Linked DNA regions of Mus musculus: regions 1, 2 and 3 are each linked to region 4. A link is a contact called in public Hi-C, HiChIP or PLAC-seq and promoter capture Hi-C data. All regions are on one chromosome and are shown on one strand. Each heading gives the region's core, a stretch centred on a gene start, on an enhancer-like site or on the middle of the called end of the contact. The rest is flanking DNA. Distances are from core to core; before and after follow the strand shown.

What was found. Promoter capture Hi-C pulls out the DNA fragments that hold promoters and counts their contacts. Hi-C and Micro-C count contacts between places; a contact is called where the count stands out from the background. HiChIP or PLAC-seq counts read pairs in DNA pulled down with a chosen protein or histone mark.
Region 1: a contact with region 4 is called in a promoter capture Hi-C map of pre-B cells. The contact joins the enhancer-like site here to the promoter of Nek1 in region 4. A contact is called at or near these places in 8 of 39 promoter capture datasets (cranial neural crest, embryonic stem cells, frontonasal cranial neural crest and 5 more), 1 of 484 Hi-C or Micro-C datasets (embryonic stem cells), 14 of 115 datasets of contacts at active chromatin or transcription factors (astrocytes, bone marrow-derived macrophages, craniofacial prominence and 7 more) and 2 of 9 other capture datasets (embryonic stem cells and macrophages).
Region 2: a contact with region 4 is called in an H3K27ac HiChIP or PLAC-seq map of extraembryonic endoderm stem cells. The contact joins the enhancer-like site here to the promoter of Nek1 in region 4. A contact is called at or near these places in 1 of 39 promoter capture datasets (embryonic stem cells), 6 of 115 datasets of contacts at active chromatin or transcription factors (astrocytes, bone marrow-derived dendritic cells, embryonic stem cells and 3 more) and 2 of 9 other capture datasets (adipose tissue and liver).
Region 3: a Hi-C map of uterus shows a contact between it and region 4, with 3 times the contacts expected there. The contact joins the enhancer-like site here to the promoter of Nek1 in region 4. A contact is called at or near these places in 2 of 39 promoter capture datasets (liver and neural stem cells), 1 of 484 Hi-C or Micro-C datasets (uterus) and 4 of 115 datasets of contacts at active chromatin or transcription factors (astrocytes, embryonic stem cells and trophoblast stem cells).

Annotation. Positions count from the first base shown.
Region 1 is chr8:61,534,747-61,540,329 of GRCm38.p6, forward strand. Palld (palladin, cytoskeletal associated protein) reads right to left here. Exons shown (of 22, transcript NM_001293772.2): 12 at 3,942-4,077; 13 at 940-1,038; 14 at 112-162. Among named protein-coding and RNA genes, the nearest start is that of Cbr4, 50 kb to the left of the region's middle. Within about 2 kb of position 3,510, at least 8 of the 459 cell types and tissues checked have an H3K27ac peak or open chromatin away from gene starts, as enhancers often do.
Region 2 is chr8:61,570,661-61,576,059 of GRCm38.p6, forward strand. All of the region lies in intron 10 of Palld (palladin, cytoskeletal associated protein), which reads right to left. Among named protein-coding and RNA genes, the nearest start is that of Gm35254, 47 kb to the right of the region's middle. Within about 2 kb of position 2,726, at least 60 of the 459 cell types and tissues checked have an H3K27ac peak or open chromatin away from gene starts, as enhancers often do. A contact at or near this core is called in adipose tissue, astrocytes, extraembryonic endoderm stem cells and 2 more, where this site is marked.
Region 3 is chr8:61,698,157-61,703,319 of GRCm38.p6, forward strand. It overlaps Palld (palladin, cytoskeletal associated protein), which reads right to left. Exons shown (of 22, transcript NM_001293772.2): 7 at 4,946-5,087; 8 at 4,014-4,037. Among named protein-coding and RNA genes, the nearest start is that of Gm51576, 15 kb to the left of the region's middle. Within about 2 kb of position 3,320, at least 10 of the 459 cell types and tissues checked have an H3K27ac peak or open chromatin away from gene starts, as enhancers often do. A contact at or near this core is called in uterus, where this site is marked.
Region 4 is chr8:60,990,109-60,995,262 of GRCm38.p6, forward strand. It overlaps Nek1 (NIMA (never in mitosis gene a)-related expressed kinase 1), which reads left to right and starts at 3,085. Exons shown (of 33, transcript NM_175089.4): 1 at 3,085-3,655.

The DNA.
Region 1 (5,583 bases), core at 2,260-4,759, 550 kb after region 4:
CCACAGTATATATAATTACCATACAGCAGTAGAAACAGACACACAGACACAAAAGGAAGCACAGAAGGTCAGTACAGTGGGAGACTGGACAGAGGAAGGGTAGAGTTTAACCTTTTGACCATCCAGAGGACCCCCTACAGAAGCCCGAGGAGCCCCAGCGTCCTGTAATGGCAGAAAACAAGACATGAGACCATCTGGAATATGCAGCAGGGTTTCAAGGTTCCTTTGAAGGAATGTGTGTGGTGGCAAATGTTGCCTGAGCACAGTGACATTTCCAGACTGAAGGAGGCCTGTTCTCAAGGTCAGGAGAAGGGCGAAGACTTCCCATGAATCATTAGGCTTGCTTTAAAGCTTTGTTGGGGCCTCTTCTGTTCATTTGGTTTTCTTGTGAGACCTCTATCTTCCAACTCCAATTGGGAGAAATGGAACTACAGAGTAGCTCCACACATGTCCTTTCTTGGTAGCTGCGGGGTTGTAAGATAGCCCCTTGGATCCCTGTCAGTTAGTGATTTATGATCACCTATGTGAAAGAGGGCAGAGGCTCCCCTTTCTAGTTTTGACTGACTTTGAGAACATTAAGGGCGCACCGATTCGCTTACTTCAAAGAGGAAGGGTGAAAGGGTTTTCCATGCAAACCATTTTTCATTAGAGCATAGGACAGTTGGAAAAACACAAAGATACCGGAAAGGAAAACACAGCAATCGATACCAGATCAGTATCAATAATGTCAATTAGTTCACTGAGAGGGTCGACTAATCAATCACTCAGCAATGTCAGCATGTATCCAGTGAGTAAAACCTACGAGGTTGACAGGACAGCAGCAATCTTGCTTTTCTATGACTTGCCTGCTACTTGCCTCACAATGGATCCCAAGAACAGAGGCGGGGAAGGTGGGCGGAGCCATGATTATTTCTCAGGAAGTTAGGAGCAATGCCGTACCTGATTGGCTGCCGTTTCCTCTGGCTCCTGGATGTTGAAGACGTTTGCGCTGTCGGCTCCAAGCAGGCGGCGAGCCATTCTTTCCTCATAGGTTAGCCTCTGCACAGAGTAAGTCACAGAAATACACACTTAGGGGGAATCACAATCACACATTGCTTATGGAAAGGGAATAAAAATATAAAATAGGGTTGGACATTTTTCTGTGACTAGTCTCCTTTCAGCTTCATAGCTGCATCCGAAAGAGTCTGTTGCTTTCCCTGGCTTTGTTTTCTCCTCTGCTTCTGCTCCGTGTAATCTAAATCCAATATTGGGAGATGAGATAACTGATCCTGGCAGCTACCACCCAATATGGCACAGATCCATATGAATGATCAGTGACAAGGCTAAGGCCACATAGGATAGCTGTGTCCTCCTTATCTTTAGAAAAAAACCCCAAAACATCGAAACCAAAACAAAACAGAAGAAAAAGATGATCTCAAGACAGCAGAAGAAGGCTTAAAGGAGATGTTCTTTCATGGGCTGTCACAGGCTTCCGACCATCCATGCCGGCCCCAGCCAGTGACAGAAAGAAAGCTACTTAAAAGGGCAGCAAAAGGAGCCCTGAGAGGAAAAGCAGGTGCTGTGGGCAGAAACAATCCTGCCAGTCAGTTACCACCACACATGACACACAGGATATGCTCCATCAACGTGAGCGCACTGCCTCGGTTGCAGTGTAAGCAACGTGAAGCAAACACAATCCACACAGAATGACTACACACGGCTGAGGTAAGGAAGGACAAGTCTGTGCCAAGCCAGCATCCGGCATCCTCAGTTAGGATGTGCACAGCTTGCCCACTGGAAGGAAGAGCACACAGTTGCTGCCTCTAGCAGTTGGCCGGTGATTCTGCCAGACCAGTCCTATGTGGAACATGGCAGCAGCTTTGTTGTCTGCTAATATAATTCTTGCACTCGACTGTTGGTCCTATGTGCCCTAGAATTATGGATCTGGAGGAACTTTGAGAGTTCACAAATCTCTTTAGGGGCCTTTTCCAACAAGGGATCAGTTAGAAATAAGGAATAATTAGGAGGGTAGAATCCGTAAAATATAAAAGTACAAGCATTATTTCATATGACCCTTCAAAACTTCTGAATGTCAACACAAACACTGTTCAACATTCCCTAATCAGAAAAATATGTTGGATGAACTTACAGTTTCCAGTAATTGCTGGTTCTCGTCCCAGCCGAAACTGGGAAGTGAAACAGATCAAATGCCAAATAGCCCTAAGGTTGAAATTATTTCATTTGCTAAAGGAATGGCAGGGGACAAGAAGAGGGTGTCCCAATGCTTCAGGGAGTGATTTGGTCCAGTACAACTATGCAAAGTGATTTTATCAAGTCTATTAAGATGAGGGAGTTCAGTTTTCAAATGGGCTCTTATTGCTTTTATCATTGTTCTCTGACAAAGTCTTCCTTACGTTCTGGTGGAGAATTTTATCACCATCAGTGGAAGACCGGTTCTGCATAGGCAGAAATAGCGACTGCATACCTATTCCTTCACCAAGATGCCCTAGCTTCCCCCAGAAGCCAATCTCACTTCCCAGTTTGGATTTGATGTCATTGTGATATATGGAAATACAAGCTCTTGTCTACAGAAGCCAAAATAAGTAACAGAATATTATGGGATGGTATGAACAACTCATTCGAGATTCCCTTTTTAAAAAAAAAAAGGAAATTCAGTTTTCTTGATCTAAACTATCAAATGAAGTTACTATGAATGTTTACGTATTGCTAAACAGATAGATAATATATACATATATGAGTTGTACCTTATACAGGTTTTACTTTTAATCCAAGAGAGTCCTCATCCATAAGGAATACTTAAATAAAAAAATGGTTTGTGTTGGGGAGGAGTTGGAGAGATGCCCTCACCTGGCTAAAAACAGTCCCCCTAAGCATCTGTTTTAATCTTCCAACAGCTTTTGTTGACAGAACCAGGGAACGCTTCCAGCGTGCGTGCAATCACTGGTTAGAGGTGGAGGTCACATACTTCCCTCTTTTGCAGAGCCCCAGGACCCAGTGAAACAAGCACCACAAAGCTTGCTAGAAGCTTCATCCGCCTTAAGATTAAGGGCCCTTAATCACTAGTATCACCATGAAAAAAATCCCACAAACCTAGAGCAATTTCTGTTCTGAAACGGCATCTGAGATGATTTTAAGCAAGCTTATTTTTCTGGTATTTCATGATACAGCCAGAAAAGACTCATCTCCTATGTTTAGGATACCTAATTTGCTGGCCTTTCCCAGCCCTTTAAAACCTCTGAGATGATACAAAAAGATTAAGCAAGCAAACAAACTCAGCTATGGAAAATTTAAGTAGGGATGAACCATCTGTTTCCCATCAGATCGATGGTCACAGTCAAAGCCTACGGCCTTAAGGCAGAAGTAGTTTCTGTTGTCAAGTGTGGTAGTATTGCTGTAAAACTTGGAGCAAGACAGTGGGACAGACATTACTGCAAGGTGTGGGAGCAGCGTCTACTCAGTCAAGGAGAACAGGACTCAGCCGTAGCAGTGGGTTTTCTAGCCCAGGTTATCCTGGGTGGAAGCCTTTCATTCCATTTCACTGCTTCTGGGTACCAGCTATCCCAGAGTACCTTCCTATTTCCTCCCAGGGAGCCACCTAGCTAAGATGGACTCTCTGTGGGTCCTTTATAGCACTGTATATCATGTTGTGGTGTCAGCCCTAGTTGCTGCCATCAGTACTTCCGTGTCTCTCCTACTCACTAAGAGGGATACTGGAATTCAGAGATAATGACAGAGCCTCATGGACAAGTCTTATGAACGTGAGCCTGAGTGAACCAGAGGAGATCTGGCTGGCGGGGCTGGGGTTCCAAGTCTAAGGCCCTGTTCTATTAGTACTGGTTAAGCCCCTATTCCATCAGTACTGGTTAAACTCCTGTTCCATTAGTACCGTTTGGCTAGCCCCTGTTCCATCAGTACCAGTTAAGCCCCTGATCCATCAGTACCGGTTGGCCATTGTTCAGAAGGTCCTCCTTGAAGCGAAGCTTCCGTTCCAGGTCTTGGATGACAGCATCCTTTGTGCCTTGAATCTCCTCATCAGAGGCAATTCTAGCAGTTCTACTGGACTTCTTTGGGAACCCCCTGCACAACAAAGGCATAAGTATAGTTAACTGCTGGGCATACACACAAGTCCAAGTCAGCCTTCAAGTTCAACGAAGCATAGATAGATGGCCTTCATAGTGTATCCTTTTAAAGCATCTACAACTACTCATATGAAGAGAAGGTGCTTTCAGGAGTTCAGGAAACACTAACTGGAACCTGGTCTTGAGGAAGGTTCGGACACCCATAGGGGAGCATATTCAGTGGCTAGGTAAATGCCACAGACAGAAACTACCTGTGTTTCAATCCTAGGGAGTAGCAACATGAAATGAAAATCTGATGTGTCTTCCTATGAGGCTTAAACAGACTCAGCCTTGATCTTGGGCAAGCTTCTTAAAGTTGCTTAAAAATACACATAAAAATATATAAAGATGAATGCAACGTGTGAATGTTGAGAGGACTTAAAAAGGACAAATTTCTCTTATGATTTTAAAAATTTTCTGGTCCTTCATAATTCAATGTATCCAATGACAAGGCTATAAGCCTCATTATAAGCAATACAGGAGTAGCATCATTTGCCAGGTATATCTGGGGGTCAGAATCTAGGGATGTAGCCTAGTCGGTAGAGTGCTTGCCTAGCATGCATAAAAACCTGAGTTCTATACTCAGCAGAGGGAAAAGACTGGGTGTTCTGTAATTGCCGCTATCCCAGCACTAGGAGGTTGGAGGTCAGGAAGGTAGGAGTTCAAAGTCATTGTTGGCTACATAGCAAGTTCAAAGCCAGCTCGGGCCATGCAATACTTTGTCTAAAAATGGTGAAAATCCTTCATTGTGTCTTATATATTTTATATGTCTATAAGGGGCATTCTACATAGAATTCTTAGTGTGCCTGCCTTTTGACCATGACCCATCACAGGAGATTTCTCCCTTCCAGTATCATGTGAATGCTCAAAACAGTGTGCATTTGAAAAGGGTTTCAGAAATTGGATTTTCACATTAGGGATATTCAACTCGAGTCACATTTGTTACATCCCCTTCTGTCTCCACGAGTCCTATTTGACTAGTGCAAGTCTGTGTTATAAGACCTTTGGAGTGATTTTACACAAGAGGGCTATGACAGGCATTACAATGGATGGTAAGCCTTAAATCTGGACTTCTGCAGTAGGTCACACTGTAAGTATCAGCAGCAAGACTTTTCTTTCCAAGGGCTACAGCAATTCCCCCACTGTGCACCAGGGGGCACCAATGCTGCGTGTTGGATAGGTGTGGACCCCTGCTGGTGTCTTAAGTAAACTGCTTCCTATTTCTCTGCCTCTTCCCTGATTACCTCAGTGGGTGGAAATCAATGAAAGAGGAAAAACTATGTAAATGGAAAATGAATAGCCCATCACTACCCTATTCAACAGAGTTGAATTTTGGCGTTCACAAAAAAAAAAAAAAAAAAAAAAAAGCAAGAAAGCAAGTCACAGAAGGATGCATATAGTACTACTACGTATAAAGTATAAAGAGGCAAAAGCTAAAATCTGGTGCACTCTGAGTGAACAGACC
Region 2 (5,399 bases), core at 1,476-3,975, 580 kb after region 4:
AGGGGACCAGGATTTGGCACAGAGACTATACTTATCAGCAGCTGGTGATATCTTCTCTTCCTCATTGCTCTACCCTGGTCCTGTCAGTATACCACAGCTCACCTGCTGATTCTTGCCCCTTCTTCTAGATGGCAAACACTGATTTCCTCTCTCCTACACACCTCCCACACTGCATTCTTCAAGCATCACAGAGTCTCAAAACCCACATCTGATCACATGACTCCTTGATTTCCTGGTCTATGAGAGCGTTTTTGAGCTTCTAGGATAAGTTCTAAATTCTTTTTTTTTTTTTAAATATTTTTTTGTTACGTATTTTCCTCAATTACATTTCCAATGCCATCCCAAAAATCCCCCATACCATCCCCCCCACTCCCCTACCCACCCACTCCCACTTTTTGGCCCTGGCATTCCCCTGTACTGGGGCATATAAAGTTTGCGTGTCCAATGGGCCTCTCTTTCCAGTGATGGCCTACTAGGCCATCTTTTGATACATATGCAGCTAGAGTCAAGAGCTCCGGGGTACTGGTTAGTTCATAATGTTGTTGTACCTACAGGGTTGCAGATCTCTTTAGCTCCTTGGATACTTTCTCTAGCTCCTCCATTGGGGGCCCTGTGATCCATCCAATAGCTGACTGTGAACATCCACTTTTGTGTTTGCTAGGCCCTGGCCTAGTCTCACAAGAGACAGCTATATCAGGGTCCTTTCAGCAAACGCTTGCTAGTGTATGCAATGGTGTCATCGTTTGGAGGCTAATTATGGGATGGATCCCTGGATATGGCAGTCTCTAGATGGTCCATCCTTTCATCTCAGCTCCAAACTTTGTCTCTGTAACTCCTTCCATGGGTGATTGTTTCCAATTCTAGGAAGGGGCAAAGTGTCCACACTTTGGTCTAAATTCTTTAACTTGGCCCAAAAGTTAAAGTGGTACCTGGGTATGGCCTCTTCTCATTCCTAAGTTTTCCTCATAGCTTCAATGGTACTCTTTGATATTTGATTCTCCCATCTTAACGGCTTGGTCTACCTACCATTCATTCTGCAGCTGTCAGTTTAAACCTCACTTCATGGCCTGCCCTCGGAGTTCCTGGACATATTCCATGTATCTGCCTCCCAAACACTCCGTATATACACCTTTATCTGTCTGCGATAATCCCATGCTTATAGACCCTTCAGGGCTTCCTCTATCTTCAGTAAAATGAGATGAAAGAAGTGGCATTAATACTAGAAATGTATGTGAACAAGGGTATTCTAGAGATAATCTAGGGTCAGGTCTACACATTGAATGTACTTGAGTGTAGCTCTTCTTAGACTACTCCAATAAAAATAACTTATATGAGGGTTTTTTTTTTAAGGCTAAGAGATCTATGGGGGAAAAGGAGGTGAATTTGTATTCATTCATGAAAAATATTGACAACTCTTTCCAGCAGAAAGAAAAAATATAGCATGAGATCCTCTCAAAAGTTTCCACAGCACTTCTCTTCTGGTTGTTCACCTGGGAATGACTTCTCTCTTTACCTGCCTAAGTGATCCCTTCTGGTCTCCCTAGACACCCAAATTTCTGAAAACCAATTTATGGACCCTCAGAGTTGACTCACTTCACATTTTTCTGCAAAGCTTAATCGTGAACAATGACTATAACCAAAACAACCGAGGCAAGAGGAAAGATACTTCCTGCACAGAGCCCACCATCTGATGAGCTCAGTGCATAGGCTTTCCACTCACTACTACCTCCAAAACTTAAGTAGGTCAGGTGACAGGCACTTAATTCAACTACCTAAAAGCCCTCCAAACAGACTAAATCGATCATCATGGCTCAAGGCAAAGTTTAGGAAGTATTGCTAAATAACTCAAACTTCAAGGTCAAAGAACAAGTATGAACACTCACAAATACTAGGAGCTTTGGAGCTAGCTCCCTCCTCACTGCTGATTTGCATTCGTCCCTCTTGCCCACCCCTCTTCAGTCAACCTAGGATATGGATGGAGCTTTTACTACATACTTGGTCTAGGTTCAGTGCTAAAGAACCTAGCCACCATTCACAGCGTCATCTCTGCAACCAAACTATGCACCATTTGTACAGACCAGATGGCCGGGGAGAAGGGTGCTGTGTCCTTTCTGTTTCACTAGTCTTCCTGCACCTCATACTTAGGAAGCCAGTCCAGTGTCAGCAAAGTTACATGCTTGTGTGAGAAAGCTGGGCTTCCGTGGACCTTGTGTTTTAGAGCCCTCTCCTTCTTTGTCCCTAACATCGAGCTGTCGCCTCATTTTCTAGGAAGCCTTAGCACACTTCCAAGAGAACTGAAGTGCCAGGCTGGCTCAGCATGATTTTGTTTGCTGGATGACAGCTACTTGTTAGTTGTTACTGATGTTAACTGCGTGCTTGTCAGATGAGGGTAAGAGGGGTTTCTGAGGCTCTAACTTCAAGGGGCTCTGATAAGTTATGCATTAAAGTGCTGGGGTGGGTTTTCCAACAAAAACAAATGTGTAGGGGAGCAAGAAAATGAACTCACAAGAGACTGAACTGGCACCCCAACCTACCAACTGACTTTATTTTTGCCTCTTTCATTCATTTTACATATGTAGGTCACTTCTGATTTATTGGAGAGAGAGATTGATTGCTTCTGAAGACAGAGAAAATAAAAGTCAGACTATGGGTTCACAGTCCCTAAACAAATACAGGTACAATGGGCAGGTTTCAGATAGCCAGGAAAGGAAGAGAGAGTCCACAGAGACACAGGCAGAGTGGGGCACGGTAGGATGTGACGCATCGGATGTAATCTGGCTGACAACGGCCTCTCTGTGCTTCAGTGACACATGGGCCAGATTCATTGACTCAGCGTTAGGTACACAGGGTCTGAGGACCCTTCCTATTAAGTGGGAGTCAGAAGTACCTGCGATTTCCCACATCATTCTGCTGCTCCCCAGTCAGACCCAGAAGACAGACTCAGACTAAGATGAGAAGTCACAGTGTAAGCAATTGTATGCCTCAAAAGGGGATGGGCTTTCCCAGCACCGGCCTGGGGTTTTCCAAGCTTTCCAACTATGCTGGGAATGTGAAGAATTGCCATCTTTAGAGGAACTTTGAAAGCAGTTTGAGGAGGGTAGGCTCAGACATACTATTAACCCACTTGAGAGACAAAGAACTGGGTTCTTCCTGGCTTAGCTTGTCTTGGGCAGTAAGAACGGAGAGAGAAAGTTGGTTCCCTACTTTCAGGAGCTGGGCTACAGAAGTCAGGCTTCCCTCACTGAAGTGGAAGACAAGCTCACCCCACTCAGGGTCTGGCGGATGGATGGTTTAACTCTCAGGAACCAGGCAAAATATGTCTCCTGGCTTTAGAGTCAGACACTGCTTTGCCTGTTTGTCATCAAATCCTTTGTTTCTTGGTACTCTGCAAGAATGAGGGAGGACCAGGGCTGGGGTGATGGCTCCCTGGGTATAGTGCTTGCTGTATAAGCATTAGGACTTCATTTGGAACACCTAGAACCCAGACAAAAACAAAAACAAAAACAAAAACAAAAACAAAAACAAAAAAAGCTGGGAGTAGCATGGTGCACTGGAAGAGGGAGACAGGCGGGTCCAGGGGACTCACTGGCCAGTTGGTCTAGTCAATTAGTAATCTCAAGATTCAGTGAGAGAGCCTCTCTCAAAAAATATGGTAGAAAGTGATAGAGGAAGAAGCAAAAGACAATCACAACCCCTGTCCTCTGTGTACCTGTGTACCTGCACCAGCATTTACATACATACACAGAAAATACACACCCTGAAAATTGCCACATGTCAAAATATTTACTCTCCCCCACTTTTTATTCCCTAACTAAGTCATCCAGAGCATACTACAGAGGACCTTCTGCAGCTCGAGTTGAAATGATGAAGAGAGTCTGATCCGGCATCTTTGAGAAGCCGATCGCAAACACTGCAAACACCGCAAACACCCCAAGCACGGGACCCAGGCTTGAATCTGAAAGCTGTCAGGTACACAATGGGCATGTGGCAGTCTGGAGCCCAGTTACAGCTCAGTTCTCCAAGGGGCAGTCTTATCTCTTCCTCTGATGTTATCACTTGCCAAGGAAAGCTCAGACAAAAGTCAACTGTTGCGCCCAGTTGGAATGTCACTGTGTTCAGGAATGTCCCAGTGGAACAGGGCTCATTTATATTCAGATGGGAGGTACCCTCTTGGTAAGAACGGGAGTCACTAAAAATTCTCACACCCTCCAGGAAAACTTGCCAAATAACTTCTTCCCAGCTCCATTAACAACACTTAGTGCTCTTCACGCGCCTTTTGAGCTATGCTCATTTGTGTCTGCTTGAACTTACACACTAATTATAAAAGGTGGCCCAGACCATGTATGTCTTGAATTGTCGATTTCTTTCTGAAATAAGAGCTCTAGGTACTTTTTGATCCTGGTGGGATAGGAAGACAAGTCCACCCAGAAAGCCGAGTCTGCTCCTCACTTGCAAAAGGCTTCCATTTAATAATTCTTTGGTATGAAATATGTCTTGCTAGTCCAAGCCTTTCCTTACTACTATTTAAGGCATAGCGTCAAAGTACATTCCAGATTCAAGGTCTAAATTCTAGCAATGCTTAGGTGCAGAATTCCAGCTAGCATGACTTGAGGTCATGACCAGTCACACCCTGACTTCCTGCTTTTGACGTTTCCTCCCTTCACATGCTGAGTGTCCTCTCATTTTCCTCAAATTAGTTTTGCATCCGTGGTTTCCAAAGGCTGTTGGAAAGCTGATCTATGCCTAAACTTGTGGGCCATTTTTTTTTTTTTTTTTTTTGGCCAGGTTGCAAGTCTGTGCCTAATAGCTCTTGACAGTAGCTCTAGTTTCTAGCTGTTGACAACCCAGATCAATGTGTTGCTCCCCACAGCTTACCCACAGTTCAGAGCCCTCAAGCACAGGCCCTAATACCAGTCAGAGTAGCTGGCTCCTGGCACAAAAATGAGCTTAGAGACTGTGTGGGGAGAATCTATCGGGTTTTTGGTCCCCCAACCCAACCCCAAGGATTTGCTTTACAGTCTCTTGCTTCTCTAGACTCCATTTCTTTGCAAGTAAAAGGAATCTTCAGGCTAAATTCTAGCTTGGAGATCCCGAGAAACTGGTGTAGCAATGCGAGTAATAACCCGAGCTCGATGTGGTGGCTTACTCCTAAATTCTAGCACTCAGGGAGCCGAGGCAGGTGGATCTCTGGGACTTCTAGGCCAGAATGGTCTACACAGCAAGTTCCAGGCCAGCCAGGCTTACTTAGTAGCCCTTGTCTTGAAAACAGAACAAGAAAGAACCATCCTGAATAACACTGACTGGGAAGGATAGGCTCAAACTCACTTCTGCTAATTAAATATTCCTGGAACTTAGTTTCTTTCTGATAGTTTCCCTTTGAAAATAAAAGATTTATGTGT
Region 3 (5,163 bases), core at 2,070-4,569, 710 kb after region 4:
AAGCTGACTCCTGTCTAGACAGAGAGGGGAGTGCAAAACACATTAGACAGACACAGCACAGTAGTGACAAGAAAAACCTGTTCCAGTTGCTCAAATGCACAGGGCAAGGAATCAGCTTGTTCCTCCTTTAGCTCAATGTGTAATCCTAATGGACCCATATCTACATCCCAGGGAATTCCAGCTTTATTTTTAGAGCCTTAAAGTGCCTTCCTTACCCATGAATAATAAAGGCAGTGAGAAAGAAACTGGGTAAGAAGGATGAGGGAGTTGGTGGAGAAAGGGGAAAGGAAGGGTGTAGGACAGAGAGAGACAGAGACAAGAGATCAGGAAAGAACAACCATATCAGAGGAAGGGAAGGGAGAGTCATAAAAATCTCTTTAAATATTGTCCTGGATTTCAAAGGCTGTTTGTGTTTTAGCATTTGGAAAACATCATGGGCTGAGCCTATAAAATTTATCTCTTGCCTCAGATGTTCCGTAGCCATGTGTGTTTTTCTCTTTCTACTTAACAGTGGTTAAGATATAGATATCAGAGAAGGCAGCCCCTACATTCATCCTCTGTAGATGAGTATACTGGTGACTGGCTCGATCTAGTAATCAATCAGGCTATTTAAGAAGATAAGTCGTTTAAACAAACACACACACACACACACACACACACACACACACAGACACATACACACATACTCCCATGATATGTAAAGATGCATCTCTGAGTTGGTTAGTATGGGCATGTGTACATGTGTGCATGTCTGTAGAAAATAGAGGTTGACATTGGGTGTCTTTCTTTGATTTCTTTCCACACTATTTGTCTTTCTGCCTGTCTTTCTGTCTGTGTATGTATGTATCTATGTATCATTTATTTACATTTTTAAAGATTGATTTACCTTCATTTTATATGTACCATAGAATAAAAATGTAAGTGCACTATGTGTATGCACTGATACTTTAAAATAAGCGCACCATGTGTATGGAATGCTGGTGGAGGCCAGAAGAGGGCACTGTAACTGCTGGGAACAGACGTTACAAATGGATATGAGCCATTGTGTGATAGGCAGGAGACAAAGCAGGCTTTTCTGCAAAAACAGCAATTGTTCTTAACCTTCACTTGTTTTGAAATAGGCTCTCTCACAACACAACACAACACAACACAACACAACACAACACAACACAAGGGAAACATTTGGAAGTTAAAAAAAAAACCCTCACACTTCATTTTGTTAGGTATGTTCAACTTTGCTTAAATACAAATATGTCTTAAAATAGACTTTTTTGTTTTGATTTTTTAATTTATACTCTGTCCAACTCATAAAAGCAGTCATGTGACTAGTCACATTTATGGGGTTTTTGTTGTTCTTGTTTAAAAAGCTATGATCATGAGTTTTTATTTAATACTGCATAACAAGTGTAGAGTTCCCAAAGTGGAATGTATTAGTGTTTCACTGGGACAATGAAAGGAATGTTTCCAGTTGTTGTGGTAAATATGATGGTGGCGAACGTCTCAGAGACCAGGGGAAGTTTGTCTTCTTTTTAATAGTTCCCAGCTACATCTTTTTCTTACATTGACAAATTTTCTCAAAATATTTCTCTGCCAAGGTACACTTGCTTTTAGCAGATGCTGTTATTATGGTTGGGATGGGGGATTCTCTTGTCTTAAAATACTTTCAGATATAATTAAAGGGAGGAGAAAAATGAGGAATTCGGCAAACATGATAAGGAAAATCTTGTGTGCACTGTCAAGCCGTTGAGCTGAAGATGAGCGCCTTGCATGTCCTTAGCCTTCAGCTAGGACACCACGGTACCACCACACTCATCCAAGAGACATTCAAGCAAGTTCTACAGGACTGGAGCATCCAGAACAAATTTTATTAAGTAACTCATGATTGAACTTTTATTTGTTAAAGCAAAACAAGCTGTAACTGGAGTACTAAGACTGTCTATGGGAGGGGTCGTGAGGGAATGGGGCAGCGGTGGGAGTTGTTTCCATTAGCTTTTTTCATCTGAACTTACTTGTTGGCAGAATAACCTGACTGTTTTCTTTTCCTTTTTGGTGTGTGTGTGTGTGTGTGTGTGTGTGTGTGTGTGTGTATGTATATGTGTGTGTGTGTATGCATCTGTGTGATCTGTGTGTTTGTTAGTATGGGCATGTGCATGTCTGTAGAAAGTAGAGGTTGACATTGGATATCTTTCCTTGATTACTATTATTTGATTATTTATTTATTTATTTATTTATTTATTTATTTATTTTTAAAATTATTTACCTTCATTTTACATGTATCAGGGTTTGGCTTGCACCTAAGTGCACCATGTGTGTGAAATGACTGTGGAGGCCAGCAGAGGGCACTGTAACTACTGGAACAGAAGTTACAAATGGCTATGAGCTGCTATGTGAGCCAAACCAGTGTCTTCAGCAAGGACACCGAGTGCTTTTAGCCCTTGCATCCTTACCTACTCCTGCTACCCTTAGGTTTTTTTGAAACAGACTCTCTCACCAAATCTCATGGACTTGGCTGGGCTAATTGAGCAGTGGAGTTTAGGAATCCATCTTTTTCTGCCCTGCCCAGCCCATCAATGAGTGACAGTCACCATGCTGGCCTTTACTTTTTATATGCATTGTGTGACACACAGACGTTCCATACACTGGGGACCTAGCAAGTTTACACAAAGACATATCACAAGTAAAACACAAAGCGGTCTCTTTCCACATCGTGGAAAGTGACAGCAGTTTTTGAAGTGGTAGCCCCCACACTGAATGGGGTGGCATGCTCTAGTTGTAACTCAGAACCACTAGGTCAATTCCAGTCCTTCCCGAAGGATGTTAAGAATCAACCTTTCAACTTCCAGTTCTAAATGAAGAACACTCTGCTCTTAACGACCTGATACTCAGATGTGACAGGCTCAGGGGCAGGACAGTATCATGCCCTGTTATAGCTAACTGGGAACCTTAAAATTCTCAGGCAAGGGTCAGGGCAGGGCCATAGCTCCCAAGGCACGTTTGGCAGGATCCGCTTGCCGCCGCAGCAGAAGCATGAACAGCAGAACAGCAGAAACAGGAAAACGACATGTTTTTCTAACCTCTGTGAAGAAATAGTGGACTGTGTCTTTGCTGATGGGAAAAATACAAAAGAAAACAATCTTGGGGGTGGGGTGGGGGTGCACACTATGAGATACCTGGACACACAGTTTTTTTGGTCCGTGGGGACTCATAAATATACAAGAGGTCAAAGGCAGAGGAGAAGTCAGCCCCCACACTCTTGGATAACAGAGCACTTGGGTGAGGTCAGATGACCTGGTAATGAAGAGAGCTCCCAGGACACGCTGACTTTCTTCAAGCTTATGGAACAGTAAAAGTTTATGGCTTCAGCAGTAGACAGCAATGCCTCAAGGCTCACTCTGTCATTCCACTAAAGCCCTCAGTCAGGCACATTCTAAGCTATGCTGTCTTCTTTAAAAAAAAAAATCAGTTATTTTATTTATTTATATCCCAAATGCTACCCCCTCCTAGTTTCCCCCCTCAAAGAGTTCTTCCATCTCCCTTCTCCCTCTCTTTCACCTCTGAGAGGGTGCCCCCTCAAGTGTCCCCCCCACCCTGGAGTATCAAGTCTCTACAGGATTAGGTGCTCTCAAAGACTGGGTGACCAACCAAAGAGCCATGGAGTCTTACAGTGTGTTTTGGTCAGCAAAAGCCTAGCCTGCCGCAAATTTCTCTGTTCTACTGGATCGTCAGAAAGTTTTCCTTTTGGATCACGAGTCTGAGAATAAAACACTGTATTTGAAAAAGCCGTCTGTCGCCAAGCCCAATGCGCTTGTCTGAGCAGCATGGTTTACTAATAAAGACGAGGAAGGTTGCAGTGCACAGACCCTGTGATAAAGAAGACATTGTTTTCAAGATGGTTTTGTGTTTCTGAGGAACTGCAAATACATCATTTAGTGTGGTGTGTGGCTTTCGAATAGAGACAAAGACTCCCTGAAAACCAAAAGATACATTACCCCCCAATAGCAGAAAACTCTTACCGGGTTCAGCTGTCGATCTGGGTTCTGTTTATGTGAGAAAGGGAAAAGAAGGGGGGATAGCATTAGAACAGGGCCTCAGCGACAACTAACCCCTTTGCTCCCGCTGCTTTGCTTAGGCTACATGTGCAGAAATGTCACGGACCACCTCTGTATAGGAAGGCAGCAGCCACTCAGCTTTTATTTCCATGCGTACAGAAACACTGTGCACTGGGAAGTGTGACCCAGTGCAGTTCCTGACAACTTGGGAACCTCTTAAAATGATTTGTCCAACGATGTGAGTAGGTGGGACTTTTTCATTCTAAAGAAAAGGCCTACGGATCTCATCCACTTCAAAGGAGTGCCTGTGGTTTGTTGGTTGGTTTGTTTTATTCTTCCATAAAAATGAGGTAGACCAATTCTTTTGTGTATTTCACAAGTAGCATTTTGGAAGAGGTTGTGGGGCAAATTTCAGCATTAAGGGCTAACCCTATGAATATCTTGAACCAAAAAGAACATGTACTCTGGCCCTTTTAATGCAGGGAGAGTCCTACCATTTAACAAACAATGCAGGAGAAGTTTGAGGGCATGGCTGAAAGAAATCAGTATTTTACTTAGGCATTTCAGCTGAGAAGCTTCCTAGCACCACATGACCACACTATTGTTACCAAGAATCTGTACAGAAGGCTGAACTAGGGAGATGGCACACACATTGGCGTTTGATCTGTAGAGGAGCAACCACAGAAGGTCTTTTGATCTCACATTTACAAGGAGATGTGAGGAAGGGGAGGGGACAGAGAGGTGTTGCGTTACATTCATTTATTCCCTGCGCATTTTGGACTATCTAGTCTCATTCCACATTGAGAATACAAAACAGCTCATGTAAGTCCTTTTTAGTTCTCTTGAAATCAGAGAAAACCCAACCAAAACTTGGGACAACGGACACCTCTCCTTACTTTTCTGGAGAATTCTGAAGTCCGGAGAGTCTTGGATCTCACTTCCTTGCCGGAACCACTGGACCTGCAGCGGGGGTGCCCCTCGGACTCTGCATTCCAGCACCACCACCTGGCCCTCGGAGGCTGCTGTGTTCTGTAGTTCCTGAAATTCAAGAAGCAAGTGACCCTCTCAGACTTCACGCCTCCTTAAATCACCTCACAATAGGGAAGAAAGATGC
Region 4 (5,154 bases), core at 1,835-4,334:
AGAGTAGTCAGTGCTCTTAACCGCTGAGCCATTTCTCCAGCCCCAAAATATTTTTGTATTCTAAAGACTACTAGATTGTTCCAAGGACCAAAACTACTTTCTTTAAAAAGAAGATTCCACTAGCATACTTAAGACTAAAAAATATTTGTGTTGTAAAAATCAAACATTAAATAGTACAGGGACGTATAAACCTGGTGATTTCCCTTTCTAGTCTCTTCTTTTCCTCAAACTACGTCAGCATAACAGTTGAAATAACAGTCAGTAAAAAAAGATCCTGTTTAGCTTTTGAGTATTTCATTGTTTAAATATATTGTGATCTAAACAGTTTTTTGTAGACAATTACATTGGTTCTAAGTTATCTGGTTATAAACAATAAACGTACATTTCATATGTTCCTCTTTGGCTCCATTTTTCAAGATGTAAAATTCTACAGTCAAAGAGTGTACACATTGACAACATGCTTTTAGAAAGACTAGCAATTTATATTCCCATCAATAGCTGGACCACTGCCTAAAGCATTATCTTCAGATATAACTGAGTAGCCATTCTTCTTTTTTTCCTTTTTTTTATTACGTATTTTCTTCAATTACATTTCCAATGCTATCCCAAAAGCCCCCCCCCCCCCGACTCCCCTACCCACCCATTCCCATTTTTTGGCCCTGGCATTCCCCTGTACTGGGGCATATAACGTTTGCCTGACCAATGGGCCTCTCTTTCCAGTGATGGCCGACTAGGTCATCTTTTGATACATATGCAGCTAGAGTCAAGAGCTCTGGGGTACTGGTTAGTTCATAATGTTGTTCCTCCGATAGGATTGCAGATCTCTTTAGCTCCTTGGATACTTTCTCTAGCTCCTCCATTGGGGGCCCTGTGATCCATCCAATAGTTGACTGTGAGCATCCACTTCTGTGTTTGCTAGGCCCCGGCCTAGTCTCACAAGGGACAGCTATATCACCGTCCTTGCAACAAAAGCTTGCTAGTGTACGCAATGGTGTCATCGCTTGGAGGCTAATTATGGGATGGATCCCTGGATATCGCAGTCTCTAGATGGACCATCCTTTTGTCTCAGCTCCAAACTTTGTCTCTGTAACTCCTTCCATGGGTGATTGTTTCCAATTCTAAGAATGAGCAAAGTGTCCACACTTTGGTCTTTGTTCTTCTTCAGTTTCATATGTTTTACATATTGTACCTTATATCTCGCTATACTAAGTTTCTGGGTTAATATCCACTTATCAGTGCGTAGCCATTCTTTACGCAAGCAGCAAAAAAGTATTTGCTTAGATTAGCAGGTCGCAGTGATGCCCCCTCACTTTGCTGGATAGGGTTATGTGGGCAGAACTAGAGTTGTACATAGAAAAATTCCTGCCAGGTGGAGTTGGATGGAGCTAAAGATTAGAATTAAAAACATATGGGAAATAAGTCTCTTGTAGTTTCCTGGAGATTGAAGAGCTGAATCACGATGGGCGTGGTGGCGCACGCCTTTAATCCCAGCACTCTGGAGGCAGACGCAGGCGGATTTCTGAGTTCGAGGCCAGCCTGGTCTACAAAGTGATTTCCAGGACAGCCAGGACTATACAGAGAAACAAACAAACAAAAACCAAACAAACAAGAGCTGACTCTCAACATTTGTTTAATGTACTAGCTTAGGTAACTTGCAGTGTCACCATCTGGCAAAGAAGCCCTTAATCTGTCCATTTCCAAGCTGGAAAGAATTATAAGCTCCTGAACCTAGAAAAGTCGATTTGGGTGTGTGGGATGGGGAAAGGATGGAAAAGAGAAATCAACTGTCTACAGATCTTAGGCAAGGTCTATGCAGCCTCGGTAGTGTTCCATTCACACGAATGGAACAATGTGGACAGCAACTATGGCTGTATACAAAGACACTATCCTCTTCCTGCCTCAAGTATGGACTTCTAGAGTGCCATCCTCTAGCTCACTGAGTAGAGCTACTCGGGATGACACCAGGCTTGTTCTCAACTGTTTCAATTCCTGCATCGAATGATTTTTAGTCTACTGTACATCGTCAGTCCCTTCAGTATAAAGTGTATATACAGTAAACATAAAGGTGTAGGACACTGTAATGTAACTTTGTATTCTAAAAATTAAAGATAAAACTGCTTCGTTTAAGTTCACGAAGTAACTGTGGATATGTGCATAAGTTCAGGTCCCGGTGCTTGCAGAAGATGCTCCTGAAGTTGTTACAGGTGAGTTAACCAGACCAAGGTTTGCGTCCCAGAACCCTGGTCTTCTGTCTTCAGAGATGAGCTGTTTGAGCCATCCCTTAAAATAACTTTTTAAAGGGCATTGTACTTAAAGAAAAATTACTTGTAAATATTTGGCATCCTCAGTTAAGTAATGAGCGCTCAAATTAAAAGTACCTTATCTGTGTACCGTGTGGGAAAAAGTTGTTAATATGCTCTCTTCAGTCTGAGTCAGATTCCTGAGCGAAATTCCCGCCTTCACTCAGCCTAATTCTTTCCGGTTTTACTTTATTCTACCGACACCCGTCTTTCACATGCTCCTTTGAGCTTGGAGTACCTCACGCTCTCCCTTTGGTGCTTGGAGTTTTTAACTCTTGAAGTTGCTCCAGTCTCCACCTCCCCGCCCCCAGTCCCCGGTGCTTGCACCAATGCACTTGCCCAGTCCTTTCTCTAGTCCCAGTACTTCCTAGCTCTTTTGGCCCAAACATATTCCAATGGCCCCGCCCCTTGACGATGCCCCGCCCCATTCCCCCGTCCCCGATTCTGCCCTACCCATCCCCGGCTTGCTACGCTCCGCTCCCAAACCGCCCTTTTTAGCTTTTACCTACCACAGGCCCCCCACTCACTGCACCCTCTCCCTAGCCTCTCTCTCCTCTAGGCCGGCCTCTGGTCCTTCACGCTCCCCGCTAGCTCAGCTGCTGGCTGAGAGCCGGGTCCCACTAGCTTTCCTATTCCGTAACCCCGCCCTTCCCCGGAGCCCCGCCCCATCACTCTTAGTCCAGCCCCGCCCCGCACGTACAGTCCGTTCGCTTCGCCTGGCCCCGCCCCCCGCAGATCCCGGCTCCTCCCCTGCAGCGCCACAAGTCGGCTCCTGCGCGCTGACGTCACACGCCAGCGACAGTGACGCGAGGGCCGTTCCCCTCTCCTCAGCAGTAGCTCTATGGTTTCAGGGCGGCAACGTGCAGCGTCCTTACCTTGAGCCTGTGCAGTTGCCCTCACCCCGGAATCCATAGTCACTGTGACGAGGCGGGAGGACTTGGGCGACAGGTAGCCTCCCAGTCCCACACGCTGCGGGTCCGCGCCTGGCCAAGCCACCTCGACCTGTGAAGTTGGGGGCGGTACCCAGCAACTCCCCCTGTGCAGCCGCCGTTTCCAAGGGGTCAGGAACCGCTGTGTTTGTTTCGTCCGCGTAGCCAGGGCGGGTCGCGGAGTACTGTGCCTGACCCGACGGTGGCAAGTCTGACGCGTCAGCCAGAGACCGGTGCCCGGTGTAGGAGTCGCAGCCTGGGCTGTGAGCGGCTGCTGGGTAGACAGACTTGCTTTCTCTTACAGCATGTCATTTCCAAAATGCATCGTGGTGCTTCTGCCTTAAGTCCTATAGGAAGACACTGCCGCCACTAGACCGGTGCTTATGGTCGCCACTGTTATTCTGACTCAGGTCCCGTGTCATTGAGGTGAGTTGCGCGTGGGAAAGCAGTGACAGGCAGACAAGCAGAATGGTGAACTCACCGGGAGTGAGGAGACCTGTATAGATCTGTGGAGTGCATGGATACTCGCCTTAAGTGTTTGCGCCTAAAGCACCTTCTCCTTAAGTTGTTAATGGGGAGGACTTGTGTATGGCTCAAGGCAATTCTTTGGTATTCTAAAAAGATAACGCTCTCTTAAGAGACGATAAACTAATCTAAGTAGATGATAAGTCACTTAAATAGATTAGATTAGATGCCTGTATATTTTAATGAGAAAAATAGCAGTTAACTGGTTACCCTAAAGCTTTCCATGGTTTGACACAATTTCCACGTGTAAAGTATTAAAAGTTTTGCCACTTTAATAATTCAGTGTAACTTTGGGAAGGGGTCTTGGGGATTGGATGACAGGAACTCATTTTTGCTAGGCAGGTGATCTGCCACTGAGTTATATACCCTGCCCAATGTTTTATTCTTCCCTGTAAGATCTCCCTAGAAGCAGAAATATTTTTACTGCCTACATAAATCACATCGGAAATGTTTGTGAAGGCTTAAAAGCCCTAGTCCATCTGAGCTTTCACGGTGATGGGCTTTGCTTATGCTGCAGTAAGTGGAGGTGATGGGCAGCAGCCAGATGGAAAAAGAAGCAGTTCTTTGTTTCTAGTTTCTAGGATCTAGAGGTCTACATTTAAAATGGCCTCTTGTTCTGGTGAAACCAGAGTAACAGATTTTGTGGGGAAACTGGTTTTTACACTGAAAAAGAAAGTCTGTCAGAAATCTGATGAAGGCTGTGGGACTTAACCACAGTTCTTTTGAGGTCGTGTTACTAATGCATTGGCACTGTATTCCAAGTAGGTTTTACCCTTCTAGAATCGTGGACATGATAGCTTTTCAACAGAGGAAGTTTCTTTTTGCTTGTTGATAGTTTCTACTATAAACTCCTTGGGTATTGTCTAAATATATTTACCAAGAAGAAAACACATACTTAAAAAATATTAGCAATTCTTTATTTTTTTTCTAGAGATTCCTCATAATGAAAAAAATAGAGAATTTTCCTTTCTTGGAAAACACATTGACCGTTTTCTACAATTCAGGTTGTCTCTATTGTTTTGGAAGAACCGTGTGTATAGATTTTGCCTGCAGACAGTACCAGAAGACCTCTTGGCATCTGTTAGAAGTAGGCCTCACCTATTCCTAATGTTTCCCTTTGGAATAACCTATCCATCAAATATCTGAAAGAGCTAATGCTTAATCTCTGTCAGTGTTTTCCTAACTGATGGAGATGCAGTTTAAAATTCCTGTACTCTGAAACTTTTAATATGTGGTTCATGTTATTTATCAAGCACTACTTACTTGAAACAGTTCTTAGAAAATTAGAAAGGTACCTATCTAATTTGACTGGAATTGAGGAATATTTTTCTGGAGCATAGTTGATATACTTAAAAAGAAACAAGATATTGTAGTAGCATGAATTTAAATGTTAAGGTGAA